Linked DNA regions of Gossypium hirsutum: region 1 is linked to region 2. The links are chromatin contacts, called in public Hi-C maps. All regions are on one chromosome and are shown on one strand. The core of a region is the stretch at or near the end of the contact, and the rest is flanking DNA. Distances in the headings are between cores, read along the strand shown.

Region 1 (3,336 bases), core at 442-2,941, 110 kb after region 2:
TTTTTAAAATTTTTAAAGGATTAAATAAAAAAATTTATTTTTAAGAGGACTAAAATACAATTTTACCATTTATTAAATTAAAATTTTGTAAAATCTAAAACATCAAATTTGAAATCTTACAATTTTGTAAAATTTTATTTAAACTAGTCACTTTCATCAATTAAATTTCATATTTTAATGGTTTTAGTTTTAAAATGTATTTAATCACCAAATAGAATATTAATATGATCAGGTATGATAATAAATTTAGGTTTTAATATTTATCTAATTTGTTAATTTAATCTTAATTTTAAAAATTCAACATAATTCTAAATTTTAAAAAAAATGTATAAAAAAAAGATTAAAATATAGATAATGCATTGGAATATGCAATTAAAGAAGATTAGCTTTATTCCCGATAAGTAATTGGGAACGATCCTTTTCAGCTTTATTGAGATATGTTGTAAAAAGTGATAATTAAGAGAGAGTAAAAGAGTGCAGGAATGTAGTTGATTGTGAGGAACATATTTTATGTATTAAATTATTTTATTAGTTGGATGGTTTGGAGAGAAAAGACTTAATCTGGGAACGAGGTGAGCTTAATTCATAACTTGTATTAAAAGTGATAGTAGATTTCTCATTAGATAAAGTCTTGGCGTGCAAAATATGATATATAATTTAAAACTCAAAATACTTACCACTCAACTACTCCCAAGTATATAACATCATTGTCAAGTAATAAATTACAAACAACTAATTTCATTGAAGGAACCATTCTGATGATTGAAGATTTGAAACCCAATAAATGAATAACACAACCTTGTAATTTTTTTTTTGTAATGTTGAGGGTTAATTTTAAAGGAATGAAAAAAGATGAAAATTATTATCTTAGATTTTTTGGTGTTTCTATCTACTCATATTTGACTCAATAAACCTTAACAAAGTTAGATCTATTTTAATTTAAACTAACATTTTATAATAGTAAATAATAAGATGGCCTTAATTAGTTGGGATTCAGTGTGTCAGCCTAAGGCTCATGGGAGGCTCGGCCTTAGACAGTTAGAAGATCATAATATTGCCTTCATGATTAAAATAGGTTTTAACATCGTTTCTAATGCCAATGCCCTTTGGATTCAGGTTCTTCAATCAAAATATAAAGTTCTTAGTGGTCTGCCTAAGGAATTATCTAGAAGACGGTGTTCCTTTCTTTGGAGGTCCATTTCTAAGGTGTGGCCACTCATTTGAGAAAATCTGGTTTGGTCGGTTGGTGATGGGAAGAGTATCAAAGGCTGGCAGGACTCTTGGATATCCCAAACTGTGGTCCTTTACTGAACTTTATTCCCTCCCCTGCTAACCTTAATTTGGATTGTTCTCTTAGTGATTTGACTGCAGGTAATGACTCGTGAAACTTAGATCTTTTTAGACTGTGGGTGCCAGAAGAAATCATTGATCGGATTGTGAGTGTTCCTCCACCACATCCTTCATCAGGTTTGGACTGTATCATATGGGGAGCCACCTCGACCGGCACCTTCTCTCTTAAGGGTGCATATGGGAAGGTTCATGAAGGCACTTTGAATTCCAAAAATTGGTTTTGGAGGATACCTTGAAAATTTAAAGGTCCTCATCAGATCCACTTCTTTATTTGGCTTGGCTTAAAGCAAAAGCTACTTACAAATGCTGAAAGAGTAAGATGAGGTTGTGGGAGTAACGGCGTTTACGGTATTTGTGGGCATGTTTTAAAGGATTTGATGCATATACTCAGAGATTGTCTTGCAACCAGAGGCGTTTGGGATAAAATCATTCCTCAGCAAACTCTTTTTGGTTTTTACTCTGGATCTCTACTTGAATGGACGGCGAATAATTTGCAGAATCAGATGACTTCTTCGATGGGGGAATTGATTGGCCCTGTCTCTTTGGGATTATTGCGTGGTGTATTTGGAAGAATCGTAACATGTTTGTTTTCCAAGGAATTTCGTGGAGTGTTGAGGAAATTATTAAAATCTTCTATAGTTGGGCTAAGCAATATTCCTCAGTTTCCTCGATTTCAAAGTTTGAAGTTTGACGCACTCTACCTAATTGGCCTATACCCAACAGTTGGGTTTGTTTGAACACTAATGGTTCGGTTAAGATTGAAGAGGGCTTTGTAGCTGCGGGAGGCTGCGTAAGAGATCATAAAGGTGAGTAGATTATAAGGTTCGCGAGATATTTGGATAATTGTTCAGTTTTGGAGACAAAGCTCTGGGGGCTTTGAATGGGTTGAATCTAATGGCGGATAGGTGTTTTCAAAATTACTTATTTAAATTAATAGTATTGAAGCCATTAAAGTTATCATAGAAGATGATTCGGGAATCTTTAATTTTATCATTATTAGAAGAATTCATCTTACGCTTAAAAAAATGGAGCAGTGAAAAATTCATCTTGTTCCCAAGGGAAGTAATCTAATTGCAGAAAGCCTAGCCAGTATTGTTTATACTAGGAGTCTAGACTGCTTGTGAACCCTCCTTTGAGGATTTAGTTTGTATTGTTCTCTTTTCTTTCACCAAAAATAATAATAATAATAATAACATATAATTATTCTTATCATCTATAGATAATAACAGCTGTGTATAGATAATAACAGCAGTCTAGTGGAAGGCCTATACGGCAACTGTTTTTTTTATCATTCAATCCATTAATATTCAATACAATTTCACACTTCATAAGAATGAAATATACATTTCATGGGTAGATCCTACACCGATGGTGATTAGAGTTATCAGAAGAATAATACACAAAATCTCAACCCTACATGGTGAGACTGACATCGCTACACAAAAACAACAATCACTTGCCATTTCACAAATATTAGACAAATACAATCAAACTAAATGAAAAGAACTGGATCCACTCAAACATTTTCACTTAAGCTTTACTTGCATTACACGTGTATATCCTACCCATTATTCACAACCTTGACACTAATGGCTTGGTCCCAAAAGAGAAAGAAGAAAAGTCTGGTAGTGGCCCGATGTTTCCGAGTGAACTGCATCGTTTAAGGACTTTTTGTATTTCCTCATATACTCGGCTTTTATGTAGTGCATATCGATCTCAGTTCTCGTCACGATTACTCTTATGACTGTAGTGTCATTGGTTCCCAGACCTTTCATTGCCTGATGTAGTACCTGCATAATTGAAAAAAGTGATAAGATCAACAACGATGCAATTATGATGAGTGTTATCGAACATAAATGGTAGCATTACAGTTCCCCAGAAGAAACATCTTGCAAGGTTTTACCTATTCAACTAAAGCAAATTGATAATATTCCAACACTATAACCAAATTGCAACATAGGAAACAAAAATTATAAGCTTAAGACT
Region 2 (3,247 bases), core at 549-3,048:
AAGTTCCCTCCTCAGTTGTAAAGAGAAATCGTCAGTAACATCATCATCATCCCAGTCATCTTCCCATTGCTGTGTAATCTCCTTTCCTTCTTCCTTATCCTCCCACTCTGCCAGAAAACAGAAAAGTTCAGATTGCAATTCTCTCAGATATCATATTAAATACATTACGAATTATCTAAAAAAACTGAAACCAAACACAGATCCATCAGCTGAGACTAGCAAGAGGGAACAAGTAATTTGTGAACTAAGTACCACTATTTAAAGGAAACAAGCTGTAATTCAGAAAAGAAACAGATGATACATCCCAGAAGAACAAGTAATGATCTTAGGGCAGCAAAAAGTATACTACGTGGAATTAAATTATAATATGAACATTAATTATCATCACAACATTCTTTAAGCCAACAGCATGCAACCATGTTATCAGTTGCTTGCATCAGAGATTAGGAGTTCAAGAATACTAAAGATTGTTTGTGATCTGCTGCCGGGGAAAACTCTTGAAATCCAATGTTTTATTTTTATACCTAATTGGAGAAAGTAAATATAATTCTATAATTAGCAATTTTGAAAGTCAGGCTCATGGAAGGATAAAATGGGTATAAGATGATGTCAAAATTTTGTGAATTGCAAATACTAACATGGTCATTAAGGTGAAAACGGGTCAGTTCAGCTTGGGGGCTAGGTCAGAAAATTATGAGCGTCAAAATTCTGCAAGACGCTAAGAGAAGCTCTTATTCTGACTCCAACAAGAGTTTGATGAATCAAGAATCAAGTTGTGTACGTTTTCAACAAGAATTTATAACAATATTTCAAGCTAGACCTAGTATATTATGGTTATCCAGATATAAAAGTGGGAGTTTTAATTGCACAAAAAAGCACTCCAATGATCCTAGTAACCAGCAAAATGAATTTAGGCAGCTTATAAGTATCATATATAAAGAGAAACAAAGTCTAGGACACAAAAAAACAAATATATAAAGGGGTTCGCAACCAAATCAGCAACCAGGCAATGACTACATTAGATTCACATTTTTCAAAGACTATCTGCCATAAAAGCCAATGGCCTCTTGGACTCCAACAAGTATCGCCTCAATACAGACTCCCTCTCTAATTCAAATATAAATTCCAATCTAGATACAACCAGAAGCGTAGAAGTTCAATAAATTGAACAGCTCATATAAGTTTATAATTCAACATTAAGAAAACTATAGAAGAAAGTGAAAAAATCAAGATAATCGGCATAACCTTTTTCATAATTTTTGATCAGTTAGTATACCCAAAATTAAACCCTAGCCTCCACGAATTTTTCCTTTTTTTTTTAAATAAGGTAAAAACAATTACCTTCATCAATCTCAAATTCTTCAAACTCATCATCATCTTCAAACAAATCAATCTTCACGTCTTCGGTTGCCGATTTTGGTTGTTCCGTTGCCATTTTTTCTAGCTGAAAACAGAGAAATAATATTAACACAAAACCCTAATTTTGTGAAGGCAGCAACTGGGGAATTAAAATAAAAGAAAATTTATATTAGAAAATTAAAAATATTGAAAAGGAATTATTAGTTAACTTACGAGTTGTAATTGCACAGAGACTCTGAATATTTCTTGAGGAGGGGTTTTCGTACACTGAAAAGCGTAGTCCAGAGGAAGCCCAAATATAAGGAGAAAGCAACGCGCAAAATGACTATTTTAGGGTTGCGCACTTAATTTTGTTTCAATACGTACTTCAGTTCTTAAAGTAGAGCTGCTCATTCCGATGGCCCGTTTAGAAAATGAAATGCTGTAGGCAAAAATATGAAGCCTCATAAATGAGTTCAGTAAAATTGAAAGCTCGCCCTTTTATACGGGTTAGATATTGAATAAAATTTTCGGCTCCAACATTAGGTTAGAAAAATAATTATATTATTTATTTATATTAAATAATAATTAGATATATTTATATTAAATTATTAACTCAATAATAATTAAATTAATTATCTAAAATTAAAAAAAAATCTAACTAAATAACCCAAGATACAAAATATAAAATTTATATTTAATACAATAAAATATTTATTATATTTATGGTAATATTTTTAATATAAATACTTTTTACTGTATTAGAAAACTTTTATTTTAGCCTTTTTTAGTACATTTAGTATATTATATTTTCTAAAAATTTATTTTTAAATAAAAACTAATTTTTAAAGAAATCAAATATGAACTCGCTCAAGTTTACCTTTCTTAAATTAAGTTGGGCTTGGTAAAAAAATAAGCCTATTTTTCAAGTCGAGTTGAGTTTAAGCTTAGACAATTAGTCTAGATACATTGCATGGACTCAGCTCGACCCAATCTATGAGCATTCTATTTAAAGTATATGGTTTTTCTCACTTTGATTATTAAAGATTTTTGACATAATGATCTATTTAGCCCTCAACTTTTACAAAAAAGAAATTATTTTAGCACCCCATTTAATTTTTCGTCTTTTTAACCTTTGAACATGCGCTCTTTTTATTAAATCACCCCAAAATAGATGGAATAGCTAAAAAAGGTTAGTTTTGCTGATGTGGACATACATGTGGACTACCATGCAGATGCCACATTAACAATTAATTAATTTTTTAAATTTTTTTAAAAAATTAAATAATTTAAATTAATTTTTATATTTTTTAAATTTTTTAAAAATAATTAATTATATGTGACATTTACGTGGCAATCCACGTGTATATCCACATGAACAAAGTTATGTTTGTTAATTTTTCCATTCATTTTAGGGTGATTTGACAAAAAATATAAATTTAAGAGTTAAAAAATGTGAAAAATTAAATGGATATCTAAAATAATTTTTTTATAAAATTTGAGGACTAAATAAATCCTTATGCAAGATTCGTAACGATACCTATCATTTTTAATTAAAAATATATTTCTTTATTATTATATTAAAGTTTTCTTTTTGATTGAAAACCTTGACGATAAGAATATTCACAGAGCTACCTGTGTTGATCAAGATCATCTTTACTTGAAATGAGAAGATGGTGGCAAAAACCATAAGAAGACTGTCTCCTTTAACATCAAAGACGTCCCTTTCATCAAATTCCGAAAACTAAAACTGTCATGGAGAAGTCCTGGGCTTTTTCACTGGGGCGGCCCCTAACATTACACTCCTAAGGTAAGCCTTTCGCCTGAAATTGGAGGCTACCCATTCTACATGCTTGCCCCCAACAAGCACACCAATTATCCCTCTGATAGGTTGCTTGCCTCTATCATC

What was found. Hi-C and Micro-C count contacts between places; a contact is called where the count stands out from the background.
Region 1: a Hi-C map of leaf shows a contact between it and region 2, with 2.0 times the contacts expected there. The contact joins the enhancer-like site here to the promoter of LOC107926595 in region 2. A contact is called at or near these places in 9 of 34 Hi-C or Micro-C datasets (anther, callus, hypocotyl and 1 more).

Annotation. Positions count from the first base shown.
Region 1 is chrA07:8,351,865-8,355,200 of Gossypium_hirsutum_v2.1, forward strand. LOC107926603 (annexin D5) reads right to left here. Exons shown (of 6, transcript XM_016857497.2): 6 at 2,605-3,140. The coding sequence ends at 2,937. Among protein-coding and RNA genes, the nearest start is that of LOC107926603, 11 kb to the right of the region's middle. Within about 2 kb of position 1,692, at least 5 of the 9 cell types and tissues checked have an H3K27ac peak or open chromatin away from gene starts, as enhancers often do.
Region 2 is chrA07:8,241,033-8,244,279 of Gossypium_hirsutum_v2.1, forward strand. It overlaps LOC107926595 (protein DSS1 HOMOLOG ON CHROMOSOME V), which reads right to left and starts at 1,799. Exons shown (of 3, transcript XM_016857490.2): 1 at 1,573-1,799; 2 at 1,342-1,444; 3 at 1-107. The coding sequence starts at 1,435.